2 separate regions of the Mus musculus genome follow, and region 2 is linked to region 1. Evidence: chromatin contacts called from public HiChIP or PLAC-seq data. All regions are on one chromosome and are shown on one strand. Each heading gives the region's core, a stretch centred on a gene start, on an enhancer-like site or on the middle of the called end of the contact. The rest is flanking DNA. Distances are from core to core; before and after follow the strand shown.

What was found. HiChIP or PLAC-seq counts read pairs in DNA pulled down with a chosen protein or histone mark.
Region 2: an H3K4me3 HiChIP or PLAC-seq map of bone marrow-derived macrophages shows a contact between it and region 1, with 7 times the contacts expected there. The contact joins the promoter of Metap1d here to the enhancer-like site in region 1. A contact is called at or near these places in 4 of 39 promoter capture datasets (the 3T3-L1 cell line, embryonic stem cells, neural stem cells and 1 more), 1 of 15 datasets of contacts at CTCF or cohesin (pro-B cells), 7 of 484 Hi-C or Micro-C datasets (the G1E-ER4 cell line, bone marrow-derived macrophages, differentiating embryonic stem cells and 3 more), 7 of 115 datasets of contacts at active chromatin or transcription factors (T-cell acute lymphoblastic leukemia, astrocytes, bone marrow-derived macrophages and 4 more) and 3 of 9 other capture datasets (adipose tissue, embryonic stem cells and macrophages).

What each region holds. Positions count from the first base shown.
Region 1 is chr2:71,841,602-71,845,027 of GRCm38.p6, reverse strand. It overlaps Itga6 (integrin alpha 6), which reads right to left. Exons shown (of 26, transcript NM_008397.4): 19 at 3,282-3,384; 20 at 1,726-1,899. Among named protein-coding and RNA genes, the nearest start is that of Pdk1, 30 kb to the left of the region's middle. Within about 2 kb of position 1,492, at least 52 of the 459 cell types and tissues checked have an H3K27ac peak or open chromatin away from gene starts, as enhancers often do. A contact at or near this core is called in T-cell acute lymphoblastic leukemia, adipose tissue and bone marrow-derived macrophages, where this site is marked.
Region 2 is chr2:71,451,879-71,455,236 of GRCm38.p6, reverse strand. It overlaps Metap1d (methionyl aminopeptidase type 1D (mitochondrial)), which reads right to left and starts at 1,899. Exons shown (of 10, transcript NM_025633.3): 1 at 1,839-1,899. The coding sequence starts at 1,878.

The DNA.
Region 1 (3,426 bases), core at 243-2,742:
TAGTGTGCTCAGTGTCTCACCGAGTCCAAATTCTGCCAAGGCTACCATTAAGCGTCCCATCTTCCTTCCCACCATCAAAAGCAGAGGAAAGGTAAAACCAGCAAGCATTATGGCCATTTTAAAGTTCATCGGTGGGGACTCTATTTATTTAAGTAGTTTATTCCTAGTGTGATACTGAAACTCGGGGAAAGAAAGACACCTCCTCAGTTCCTGTCTCTCCACTCAACCACAATACACAGCATCAAACTGTTAGTCAGTAGATCAGAAACCAGAGATCTACCCTACCCCAGCATTCAGCCCCATGTCCACCACATCAGAGAGAGTCAGCACATATGGAATAATGAAAAGAAGCCATGAAGAACAACAGGAAAGCACAAGGCCCTTTGTATGATCAACATAGAGAGGAGCATTGAAGACTAAGACAGATAAGAACTTTTAGCATTATGTCTTCCTTATACAAGGTGAGTCTCTCCTATGAGCAATCTTTACAGCATTTTTGCATTTAGGATTGCTTAGAAAGGGATAGTCAACTTATACTTAAGAATAAAAATAACAGGCCAGTATGTTTTTCAGTGTTGCTGAGTCAAGGAGCAAGCTGTAAATCTGCGACTATACAGTCACTTTGGAATTTAAAATAAGAGGGCTGGAGATGTAGCTGAACTAGCAGGATGCTTGCCTAGAATGCATGAAGCCCTGGGTTTGAGCCTAGCCTAGCCTAGCCTAGCCTAGCCTAGCACGTATGGGCGCAGCAGCACACGATGTAATACCAGCACTTGGGAGGTAGTGGCTGGAGAATCAAGATGTCAAGGTCATTTCTGGTTACCCCAAAAGTTCAAGGCCAGCCTGGGCTACATAAGACCTGCCTCAAAAATAAACAGCCAAGCCAGGCATAGTGGTTCATGTCTTTAATCCCAGCACTTGGGAGACAGAGACAGAGGGATCTCTAAGTTTGAGGCCAACCTGGTGAGTTCCAGGACAGCCAGGGCGACCCAGAGAAACCTTGTCTCAAAACAACAACAACAAAAACCCCAACTAAACAACAGCAAAAACCCTAAGAATTTAAAAGAAAAAGAGCAGCCATCTACCACACTGGAACTCACTCACCTGGGCTAGTTATGTAAGTGTGCTGCAGTAGAGGGATTAGGCTTCGAAGTCGGTGGGTGCTTATGCAGAATCCACCTCTCTCTTAAGAGCTGTGCCATTTTGAGGGTACTTAATGTCTCAGGGCATTCATTGTGGGGAAGGGGGAGATAGTAAAAACTATCTCAAAATTCTCAAGAGAATATACACAGTGCTTGGCCTGGCAGTGACACAGTAAGGGACTCGATGAACACTTACTATTAATAAGATTGCAAGTGTTCAAGGTCGTCTGCCTCAGTACAAAGGCCTTGGCTGTGCCTTCCTGACGCTCTGTGCAGCTTATGTCCACTGCTTCCTCCCCGGGGCATGTTCTCCTTACACAGCTTATTGGGTCATAACACTTTAGAAAATGTCCTTCGCCCCAACAAGTGGATGTTCCATAACAGTCATGCATCAGCGAAACCGCTTCTGTCCCACTGGCTAACTCAGTCATAAATGAGGAAACTGTGACACCCACAGAAAAAGTCAGCACGCCACAGTGCAGCTTCCTGAGCAGAGTCGAGCCTACCCCACTCACTCTGGGGGAGGGGGGGGATAGGGGATGTGGGGAGGGGGAGGGGGCATGCAGGAAAACCGTCAGCATACCTTCAGCTTCAGGTAGTTTATTTCATTGTGTGGCTCACAAACAATCTGCTCCAAACCTTTGGATTCAACTTTCATCAAATAAAGCAACCATTTGCCATTGCTAATCTCCTTGGGCCACTGTATATTCAAGGTTGCTGTGCCGAGGTTTTTAAGAGGCTTGCCTAAGTTAATCACCTGTCGGAAAACAACGTATATCGATATAATATCATCCTTTTATGGCAAAATTAAGTAGCACATCCTATTGCCCATAGGCTAAATTCCCAGCATAAACCTACAAGGAAGCACAAATCCCACAAACGGATCAGGAACAGAGCTTGCGAAATAGTCAGTAGTAATTAGAAGATTTTTGTCATAAAAATAGAAGGGGAAAATGGTCAAAGAGGAAGGATTGCCTGCTCAATCCACAAGTAACTACCTTATGCAGTTATGGCATGTTCCCGTCAGCACAGGCAAAGTCCCGGGCTTGTTTGTGGATTGTTCAGTGAGCACCCTGCCTGGCAGATGGCAAAGCCTCTGCTATGGCCCAGGCACCCATATCCTGCTTCTGGAAAACCTCCCTACTGTGAAAATGAAGCTGCCTCTGCCATCAGCCACACAGGAAAGGTTATGGAGAACTGCATGACAGCTCAGAGCCAGTGCTGGGGTCAGAGTAGCTTTCTACAACAGAGGCCCAGAGTGAGAGGGCAGAGTGGCCTACCTGCACTACTGAGCACAGTTCCGATCCCCATCTTCCTGACTGCATAGCGCTCAGGTCAGCCAGCCTTCCTGGGGAGACCTTGCCTCTTTAGAGTGCTGGCTTAGGGCCACGGCCACTCTTGCCATTTCAGGCTTTAAGCTCAATGCTCACCGGCATTTAGGAACTCATTTGCACTATGCAGACCCAAATCCATACGAGGCATAAGGCAGACACCACAGTCCATGTCCAGTTTGTTAAGCTGGACCCAAAGTCACTGTGGTTGCCCACTCTGAGCCTATCACCCATCTGCCTCCTTTGCTGGCAAATACCAAGTCTACTTTCACCACTAAAAAATTGGGCTTGGTGAGAGGGAAGTAAACGAGAGTATTCCTTCAGCCAAGGGCATCAGAAGATGACTTTCTAACAAAGAACGAATTACTTAGGCCTTTTTCTTTGTTTTACAGACCCTGAGGGGGAAAAATAATTAAGTATTACTTCTTGTCTATATTACATGCACATTACAATTCCCAAAAGTTATTCTGTACTTGGGAGAATAAGGTTTCCACTGTTAAAAACAGGCAAACAGGGGCTGGAGAAATGGCTCAGCAGTTAAGAGCACTGACTGCTCTTCCGAAGGTCCTGAGTTCAAATCCCAGCAACCACATGGTGGCTCACAACCATCTGTAATGAGATCTGATGACCTCTTCTGGTGCATCTGAAGACAGCTACAATGTAATTAGATATAATAGTATATACATAATAATATATACATGTTTAAAAAAATAAAAAACAGGCAAACATTTTCAACTGAGTAGTTCCTTAAGATGTCTGCGACTGATCATTGATTAAAATGACATGTAAACATTGTGTCTGGCCTTACCCTAAATTCATACTCTATTAAACTTCCTACTTCATCTTCAGATTTCATAGCTTGCTCACCAACAACTGTACCTCCAAAATACACCTGCGAAGGCTTAGCGACTCTGTCAAATTAAAAAAACACACGTTTCAGTGGGAATTATAAA
Region 2 (3,358 bases), core at 650-3,149, 390 kb after region 1:
TGTCTCATAAAATAAAATGTAACAATTGTTACAAGAGCATGACTGGGAAATCTGAACAGAGAAACTGACAGAGAAATGCCCAGTATGACGGGTGGTTTACACCACTAATCTCAACACACGGTGGTAGAGGCGGAAGGACCAGGAGTTCAAGGCTACAGGAGATTCTGTCTTAAAACAAATAAATAGCTAAATAGAAATTCTAAAAATAAGTACAATATACAAGACAATGAGTAGGATTCTCAGTCTTTCTGTCTTTCTTTTCTTCCTTCTTTGTTCCTTCCTTCCTTCCTTTTTTTCTTTCTTTCTCCTCTTATGGAGCAGGGGAACCCCAAACCAAGGCTTATGGGTGCTAACCACTGAGCTATACTCCCTAGGCACAGTTTTCAGAGATACATAGGCAAAAGAATCTACAAATAAAGTGATATACCTAGGACATCCTTTAAAATAATACCATCGTGGGAGGCACTGTGGCTGGGGTGGAGAAGTGAGTGTCTCTACACACATGATTTGTGAGCAGACAATGTGTATGCAGAGTTTGCCGCTCTGTTGTGTGTTTGAAATTTCTCCTATGAAGAACATTTCAAAGGCTAAAAAAAGAAAATCTAATCTTCACATGAACAAGTTGTATTAAATGTACAAGATCATTCAAGTGATGAGAAGTTCTGGGTACACACAGAATGACCAGAGTCATCTTTGCCAAAAACCTCTAAGATATGTAGCACTATATTTTGAGTGCTTTGGAAAATATGGGCATTTCATAAAAACTGAATATTTTATTTCACAAAGCCGTGAATCGTGTATGTCATTCTCTGTATGTATTATATTAGATACACATATACACACAAATATAACTACACAAATATATGAGTATCTGATTTCACAAAGGGGGGGCTGTATTGAGCTAAACTGGGCTGGTGAGATGGTTCAGTGGGTAAAGCCTGAACCAAGCCTCATGGTCTGAAAAACAGATAATGGGAGAACTCCCACAAGTTCTCCTATGACCCTGTGACCTTTGTATGCACACCTTGGCACCTGTTTGAGCATACACCAGACAAACAAATATATGTAATTTTAATGTCCTACAACTTGCTTTTTCCAAATATTCCAAATAATATATTTTTGTGGACACCATTCCATGTCAACGTCAAACTTTTTTACACACCCTTAGATACACACAAATAAGTTGGTATCTGACTTCACAAAAGGGGATTGTATTAAGTTAAGCTGGACTGGTGAGATGGCTCGGAAGGTATATAATACGTGCTGAGTATTGCTCTGAAAATATTTACCTCCTAAAACCGTTCCTATGTGCCTGGCACTTAAATTGTATCTAAAGTCGTTGGTGTTCCTTTTTTTTTTTTTCGTCCTTCTTGAACCTATTTTTGAGTTCTTGCTAGCAAAGAATCCGAACCTAGTACTAATTCAACAACGATTCGCCGGAAACGCATCTGTTTGGAATGCCCCTGACATCGTTAGCTCTCCTAAGTCATCATGACTGTCATCACCTTTTACAAGTTTCTCAAAAAGGCATGCCAATCCAACAGCTCTAAACCGAGTGTTCCGGCGCATTTCACCGTCGTCGCTGGTAGATACGTCTGCAACACTAACCACACAAGTAAAGAGAGGGAAGAAAACTTCAGGTAACGACCCACAAATCTCAAGAACTAAGCACTCAAGCAACATGGTAAGAAGAGGACAAACGTGTGTCTGTTTCTGCAGCGTGCCAACGTGTATGGTATACGCGGGTCCGACTGAAAGTACGCACGTGCGTACCAAGCCCACGCGCGGACGTGTCTCTGGGCGCGTAGCCCTGGAGCGGTCGTATGCCGATCGCTTACCTCCACGGACGAGCAGGGGGACGCCGATGGGCGCCGCCATGTTGGCTCCGGTCACGTGGCCAAGAGAGCCTCGCAGCTCCGCCCACTGGAGTAGCCGCGCTCTCAAAGCCCAGAAGCGCTGAAGCAGTGGGAGGCGAGTGCGCGCGCGCGCGTGAGCTGGCTTGCAGGAGCCCGGGCTAGCGAGTGCCTCTGGTGTCGAGGCCAGCAGCTCCGTCTGCGGCCAGCTCGCTTCCACCAGGAGAGGCTGGCTCCGGCCGCAGTTCTCTCTCTGAGCTTCCAGACCCATCAGGGATGGAAGAAAGTCGTCATGTAAGTGTAGCCTCCAGTATTTATAGAATCACCATTTTGGTGCATGGATACGTGAAGTTGGGCGAGAGGAAAAAAAAAACAAACAAACAAACACAATTTAGTGTGCAACAAAGCACTTTCATCGCCTTTCATTCGGTTACAAATCATTTCCAGGCAACTAGTTGAAAAAGTTGGATCAGTTTGATCAGCTTCCCTTTGCAATGTTAGAATATTAATTACTCAGCAGAGACTCCAGAATAGAATAGTTGGGACACCTATGTGGCCCTGTGGGTATCTTCACAGGATTTCTCCTTCCCTGATGACACTTCCTGCTTGGCAGTATTAACTGCTGTTATCCCTAAATTAGATATTTAAAGAATGACGCATGTCAGCTTGCATAGCCCCTATGTCAAGGCAAGTGAGGCAGCCGCTGTACCTTCGATGATACTGTTGCCCGATTTCACCAGGTTCTGTGCCTCTTGCCCTTGTTTTGCGGTGGAGTCCAGACGCTCATGGACCAGGTGTTATCCATCTTGGTAGCTTCCTGTGCTCAACACAGACCATGATACCCCAAGATGTGTATGGTGAAAGAACCCAAACTGTAGTGTAGCAGTTTCTGGACTTTGAATGCAGTCGAGATCGATAAGGATTCCTTGTGAATATGTGGATGTCTTCTCATTGATTTTAAAGAATCCACATGCGGGCTGGAGAGATGGCTCGGCGGTTAAGAACACTTAGGACTCTTCCTGAGTTCAATTCCCAGCAACCACATGGTGGCTCACAACCATCTTTAATAGAACCTGATGCCCTCCTCTTGTGTGTCTGAAGATAGCTACACTGTACTACATATATAAAATAAAAAATAAAAGAGTCCACATGCTCAACTGGCACACCTTTAACCTCAGGAGGCAGAGTTCAACTCATCACAAACCTCAAATCGGAGAACACTTAATCCAAGGGTATTCTTTTTGTTTGAGAATATCATACACACATAGAATGTGTTTTTGTCTAATACACTCCCAGCACCACCACGCGCCCCCATCCTTCTCCTCCAACTCCTGCTCATCCCTTCCACCACATTTCCCTTTCAACTTCATGTGCTTTTATTTTAACACACTGAGTCCATCTACTGCCAGTATGCACATGAATGTAGGGCCATCTACTGGAGCACGGGGATCCTTTCAGGGGCAGAAACCCTGGAGAAAACTGACCACCCTCATCCCCTCAGTAGC